2 separate regions of the Gossypium hirsutum genome follow, and region 2 is linked to region 1. The links are chromatin contacts, called in public Hi-C maps. All regions are on one chromosome and are shown on one strand. Each heading gives the region's core, a stretch centred on a gene start, on an enhancer-like site or on the middle of the called end of the contact. The rest is flanking DNA. Distances are from core to core; before and after follow the strand shown.

Evidence for each region. Hi-C and Micro-C count contacts between places; a contact is called where the count stands out from the background.
Region 2: a Hi-C map of leaf shows a contact between it and region 1, with 3 times the contacts expected there. The contact joins the promoter of LOC107951736 here to the enhancer-like site in region 1. A contact is called at or near these places in 14 of 34 Hi-C or Micro-C datasets (anther, callus, fibers and 3 more).

The regions. Positions count from the first base shown.
Region 1 is chrA02:97,784,371-97,787,736 of Gossypium_hirsutum_v2.1, reverse strand. No RefSeq gene overlaps it. Among protein-coding and RNA genes, the nearest start is that of LOC121209967, 4.5 kb to the left of the region's middle. Within about 2 kb of position 1,511, at least 4 of the 9 cell types and tissues checked have an H3K27ac peak or open chromatin away from gene starts, as enhancers often do. A contact at or near this core is called in fibers, hypocotyl and leaf, where this site is marked.
Region 2 is chrA02:97,886,980-97,890,345 of Gossypium_hirsutum_v2.1, reverse strand. It overlaps LOC107951736 (homeobox-leucine zipper protein ATHB-6), which reads left to right and starts at 1,528. Exons shown (of 3, transcript XM_016886876.2): 1 at 1,528-2,133; 2 at 2,228-2,601; 3 at 2,678-3,366. The coding sequence starts at 2,070. The coding sequence ends at 3,190.

The sequences.
Region 1 (3,366 bases), core at 262-2,761:
AAATTCGATCACCCCAACTCTGCTAAATCTCCTATAAATTTAAAAAATTCAATTTCATTAAAAGAAAATTGAAAACACATAAGGAGAGGTTCATTTCAGGCAAAAAGGATTGATTAGTAAAGCTCAAAGAGAGGCGCGTGAGAGAGGTAGGGGAGAAATAAGCTATCACATGGTTGGTGGGAAGTAGACCCCACCCTCCACAATGTGCCACACGTCTTATGTCACATCAAACCAAAAAAAAATATCACAATCCCATAAATTTAATTTTTATTAATTAAATAAACTGCCCTTTGGATCCACCCAACCAATTGTTTTATTTTTCTCTTTCTTATGGCTCGGAAATTCGGCGGGTGTTTTTTTTTTTTTTTTTCTCTCCATCCAAACAAACTTTTCATGTCACCTTGATTTTTTTTACTCACTCAAAGATCCTTAGATGATAGTCATTCATAAAATCTCCATTTTGGTAAAATATTTAGGGTTCATTTTTTATATATATTGTAATTAAAAATTAATATTGTGATGGGATAATATTGTATAAACATTAAATGCAATTTTGATTCAAAATGTAAAATCTTTGACATGGGGTTTAATTCAAAATAAATAAATTTATATTAAAAGCAGAACATATTATATCAAAGGTCCCGATGTCTTAATTTTACTAATAAACCAAACACTCTTCAATTAATCTGTTTTAAATATGAAACTAATGGGTTTTTTGCTTTATAATTTGGAGTTTTCGTGTAATTAATTTAAATTATTTTTTTATTTTAACATTAATTTTATTATAGTTTTTTATTATATATTTTATTTTCTATAAAATTATCTATAGTCTATCCCTAATTTTTAAATAAAAAGATAATATATTTTAGTATACTCAAACTCATATCCTTTTATATTGACCAATACCATCTCAATCAACTTCTTGATTTAATTCTAAGTTTCATATTCTCATTCTACTAAAATGTAAAGTTTGTCTCTCAATTTTCGTGATTTATAATAACTGAAAATTTTACTTAGTTATGGTAAATACATAAACTTAAACGGTAGGTTTTTATTAATGTGTTGTCTGTCATAATTATTTTTGCTAATCCCCATTTTAAAATCAATGATGTCATTGTAAAATAGATAAATATTAAATTTATATGTGAATTTTATTTTAATATGTAATTTAATATATAAATTTTAATTTCATACAATTATACACATAAAACTTGAATTTTGATTTATATGTATATATGAAATTTTACTTTGATTTAATTATACACATTTAAAAATGATTATATATGTACATTTATTTTTATATTAAATTAATATAATTATTAATATAAAATTATATTAATTTAATAAATTTTTGACAACTAAATTAAGATAAAATTATACAAAAATTAATATTCATATCTCTATTAAATGTGGAGTAAGGGTAAGTTGTGAAATGGGTGAGTGACCTTTTGACTCAGCCACTGGGAGTGGGACCCCCTCTGTTTTTAAGTTATACTCACACACACGTAAACTGTTTGCTTTCCCATTCTGATTAATTTATTAATTAATCTATGAATAAAAGGCAGTGCACAGATCCCTATAAAAGCATCTTACTCCTTAAATTTTGTGCCCCACCCTTCACTTTTGTTTGTTTTGGATTTGGGGTTCATTTTTATTACTACCACTCCTTTCCCCACCAAGCCAAGCCGAGCCAACCCCAGCCTAACTCTCCTTTTAACCTTTTATTTTTCCCATTTCCTTTTTAAATTTAACAGCCAACTTGCGTTTTTTTCTTTCAAATTTAATTACTTTCTAAATTAATTTCATTATAAATTTGCATCATATCTACTCTTTTTTACATAATACTTAAAATTATCTATAACCCTCCTCTAACCTATAAATAAGAGGATAATGTGTTTCAACTCGAATCTATATCCTATTACATTGACGACAATAATTATATCAATTAAGTTAAAATTCATTCCAACAAATTTAAATAATATTCGAATTTAAATACTCAAGATGTTGAAATATTTATTATTTAAATTTGTTTTACTTTTTTGAATTCAGATCATAATTATTTTTTTTACTTTTTAAATAATAAATACGGATTTGAATGTTTAAATTAAGGGATTTAGATATTTGATAAATGATTAGTTAATTCAAAATCAGAAGATATTATTTAGATTTAATGCAAATAATAAATAATTTTGACAATAAAATTCGAGATTACTGAATATCTAATTGGCTACTTTCTATATTTCTTCACCTTTTTATGAAAGGCTGAAGTGGATCCTACAATGTCCTGGGCTAGATTATGGTCCTATGTCCAAATCTGAATAGCTCAGTCCAATTTGGTGGTCGACTTTTCTTGTTGATTATTATAAAATATTTGAAATGTATTTAATACTTTTAATTTAAATATTTATTTAAATTTTTTATTCATAATTTAAATTATTTTTTATTTTTTATTTTTTATCTATTTAACGTGTGTTATTATTAACTTCTAATATTATGTTTCATTATTTATTATATGTTATTTTTAAATGTAAACATGTATTCTAAATACATGCATATGTCACGGGGCTAGATCTTTCGTCTCGCGATCCATGCAGCCTTAGACGATCTGTTTGTTTCAAACTCGTCTAAGTCAGCCTAAATATTACAAGTGAGGATTCTTTTAGAATTTCTCCAAGGCACCAATTTGTCTAGCGGAAGCAATTATGCCAAAAGAAGTCACAAAAGAACAACAAAAAGTCACATAAAGCAATGCACAAAAGGTGTTTGAGTAAATGTTCTCAATATTCTCTTATTCACAAAGTATAAAGAAACAATGGATGATTGAAGTCATTTACAAGTGAGGGGGGAGGCTCTCTATTTATAGTTGAGCTCCCTCAAAACAGACAGTCAATATCAAGTTACATCGACGGACGAGGTTAATCTTATTCGTTAAATTATAGGATTTACAAGATATACAAAATCAAATCAAATCACAAGATATGATTCCTCTCAATTAGTTCCCATATTTATTGAAATAGTCTATATTGCCACATTTTCATTATTGGGCCACCTAGGCTTCTCCAATAGCTTACTGAATCGGGCCAGTTCTTGTGGACCAAATAATTCCCATCTAAACAATAGACCTCAATTGGATACATTTGGTGCATTGATCACGGGCTTTGAACTGCGGCCCATGTCACATACATATATGATAAAAATTCTAATTAATATTTATATACCTTTATAATTAATATTTATTTTTAAAATATTAATATCTTATTTGATTACAAATTAAGCTGGTTCAAAATTTAAAGTAAATATAAGAATGTGTTTTTTTTTTTTTGGTAAAACACATTCTGCTCAATGTTCAATCCATGCAAATAGAAA
Region 2 (3,366 bases), core at 279-2,778, 100 kb before region 1:
AATCCGATTGGGCCAACCAGACTTTAATCTGACAAGCTTTTCCAACAGTTCCTTGAATCGGGCCAGCTCACGTGGGCCAAATGATCCCCGTCTAAGTAATAGACCTCCATCGGATGCATTTGGTTTGATGGTCACGGGCTTTGAACTCTGGCCCGTGACACTAGCATCCTCATCTCCCCTCTCTTTTTATTTTAACTACCTTACTCAACAACTCTCTGCTCAGTAATAAGCAGGGTGAATCATTCATTTCTATCACTCTCTTGCATCAACAATTTTATTATAAATACTCCTAAAATGGATAATTACATGTTTCATCCTATAAATTTTATAAATTTATAAATTAATATATAATAAAATTACACTTCAAACTTTTAAAAATAATATTTTTTAATCTTTTAAAAAATAAATTTATAAACTAATAAAATAGGAAAGCAACAATTTAACTCAAAAAAAAAAAAAACTTTTAACTTAGTCCCCGTCCCAAAAAATTCTTTTGGCCTGTAGTGTTTTTGTGTACTTTTTCTTTGTCCTCTAGAAATTGACATTTATATTTGTGCCCTAATTTTCTTTTGGCTGAAATATTCTTTATTTAAATTCATTTCAATATATATAAAATTATGAAGTATTTTTTGTTTATATATTCAAAGAGTTAGTCTTTCGATTTTAATATATTATAATTTGATTTTCATATTTTATAAAAATTTAAAAAATCAATCCAATCACCATTAAATCATTAATTTGAAATCAACAATTCGTTAAAACCAACCATTTAATAAATTATATGCAATAATTTGACAAAAAAAATAACATTTCAAGTACAAGAAGAGACCGTATAAAACTGTGATCATAGAATCACAATTTCATATAATATTTTTTCTTCAAATACACATGTTGACCAATAACTGCTGTGAGAAAAAAATTCTAATAAATTAGGGTAAAGATAGAATTCATAAAAGATAGATTTGAATTCCTTACCATTAATAAAATATTACATAAAATGTGTAATTTGAAAATAAAAATAAAAAAAGTAGCATTGTGAATCAATCAATTAATGGAATAAAATTAGAAATAAAGAGGTTTTGAGTTTCAAAATAATTCAGAGACACACAAGTTTTTCCATGAAATTATAATTTTATGAAATATCTTATGATAAGTGAGAACTAATCATTTATTTATGAAAATAAAATGGTAAAAAGATAGGCGATTAATCGCACCGACCCGAGTAGAGAGGGCCATGATACGCTGACACCAACCAAATCTTTTAAGCTCAAAAAAATAAACAGCGCCAAGCCGTAATAGGAGCCGAGCCGTACCACCGCTTTCCAATTTCGTAGTAGTTTTTTTTTTTTTTTTACTTTTTACCCACCAAAAAAAATAAACGGTCGAAAAACCGGGTACGCCAATAACCGGTAAAGAAAAACAAAATTGTGCATTTGGAATGAATTTTATGTTAATTTGCATTTTGGCCAACTGTGGGTACCTAACCCCAGTCAAATTCTAACCCAAATGTGACCCCTCTTTTGTTTTATTTAAAGTGATGGGAACTGGTTATTACCCCTGCTGGGTTCTTCTCCTTTCTCAATACTCAATTACTAATATCTATTCTTCACTTCTTCCATTTCAACACTCTCAAACTATATTCTAATTTTGAGGTTGTGTACTGATGTAAACACAAAAAACAAAACATATTGTGGGGAGTTCATATTACATGTTTTTTGGGTTTTCTTGAAAGCTTTGTCTTGTTGGGTTTTGTGTTTTGTTTTTGGATGGGAACTGAGAGAAGTGAAGAAACTGTGTTGAAGAAACAGAAGAAATATAATGGTGGGGAAAGTGAGAGAGGGCAATGGTTGTTGTTGTGCAGTTGTAAATTTCTACAATCTTGTACAAGTTGGTCTTGTTTTAGACAAGGGTGTTACTCTTTTTACAAGTGATACTACAACCATCTTGCATCTCTTAAATCTTGTATAAAAACAAAACTTCTGTCCCAAAACAATACACAATTAAGGCTCTCTCTCTTTTTTCTTTTTCTTTTTAATCTGTTTGAAATTTACCTAAAGGTTGATTCAACTATGAAGAGGTCACTTGGCAGCTCAGATTCTTTGGGTGCTTTGATGTCTATCTGTCCCACAACAGGTTTAATACAAATCCCAATTTTGAAACTTTATTTATTTCTCTCGGATCTACTCTAACCACGACTGGGGTATGAATGACTTGTGTTTTGGTGCAGATGAACATAGTCCTAGGAACAACCATGTTTACAGCAGGGAGTTTCAGTCGATGTTAGATGGATTAGATGAAGAAGGGTGTTTAGAAGAATCAGGTCATGTTGCTGAGAAGAAGAGAAGATTAAGTGTAGATCAAGTTAAGGCCTTGGAAAAGAATTTCGAGGTTGAAAACAAGCTTGAACCTGAAAGGAAAGTGAAGTTGGCTCAAGAGCTTGGTTTGCAACCAAGACAAGTAGCTGTCTGGTTCCAAAACCGACGTGCTAGGTGGAAGACCAAGCAATTGGAAAGGGATTATGGCCTTCTTAAAACCAGTTATGAAACTCTTAAGGCCAATTATGAAGCCCTACAACATGACAATGAAGCTCTTCTCAAAGAGGTAATAATTAATAATTAATAACCCAAAGTGTTCAATTTTCCTACATCTTGTTTGAACATGGAATGATTTGTTGCAGATAAGAGAGTTGCAGGCAAAGCAAAGTGGAGAAAGCACTGAGACAGAGAGCAATGTTTCAGTGAAAGAAGAAGTGATTATATCTGAAAATACTGATAACAAAACACTTGAACAAAGTGAACCAGCTGCAGATCTCAACTATGGATCAGTTGTTGTTGGTGCAACCCTTTTTCCAGACATGAAAGATGGATCATCGGACAGTGATTCCAGTGCTATCTTAAATGAAGACATCATCATCAACACCAAAACCAACAAGGACAATAGCCCTAACAACGCAGCTTTTTCATCATCTGGGGTGTTAGAGCTAGACAGCCAACACCACCTTTTGATATCATCTTCTTCGTCACCAACATCCTCCATGGATTGCTTCAATTTCACAAAAACAAGCTATCAACCCCACCAGTACGTGAAGATGGAAGAACATAATTTCTTCACTGCAGATGAAGCTTGTAATTTCTTTTCAGATGAACAAGCTCCAAGTCTTCATTGGTATTCTCCTGAACAATGGAACTAAAATGAAGCTCCAAGATTTTTGTAAGATGGGAATTATGTAAGAAGTTAAAAACTAGTACCCAATACCATGATCTTCAGCCTGTGATGGAAGTCAATAATGCAGAAAAGAAAAGAAGGGAATATGGAGAAGAAGAAGAAGAGGGGGGGGGGTTCACGTGGGATGGGGGCAAAAGGTGA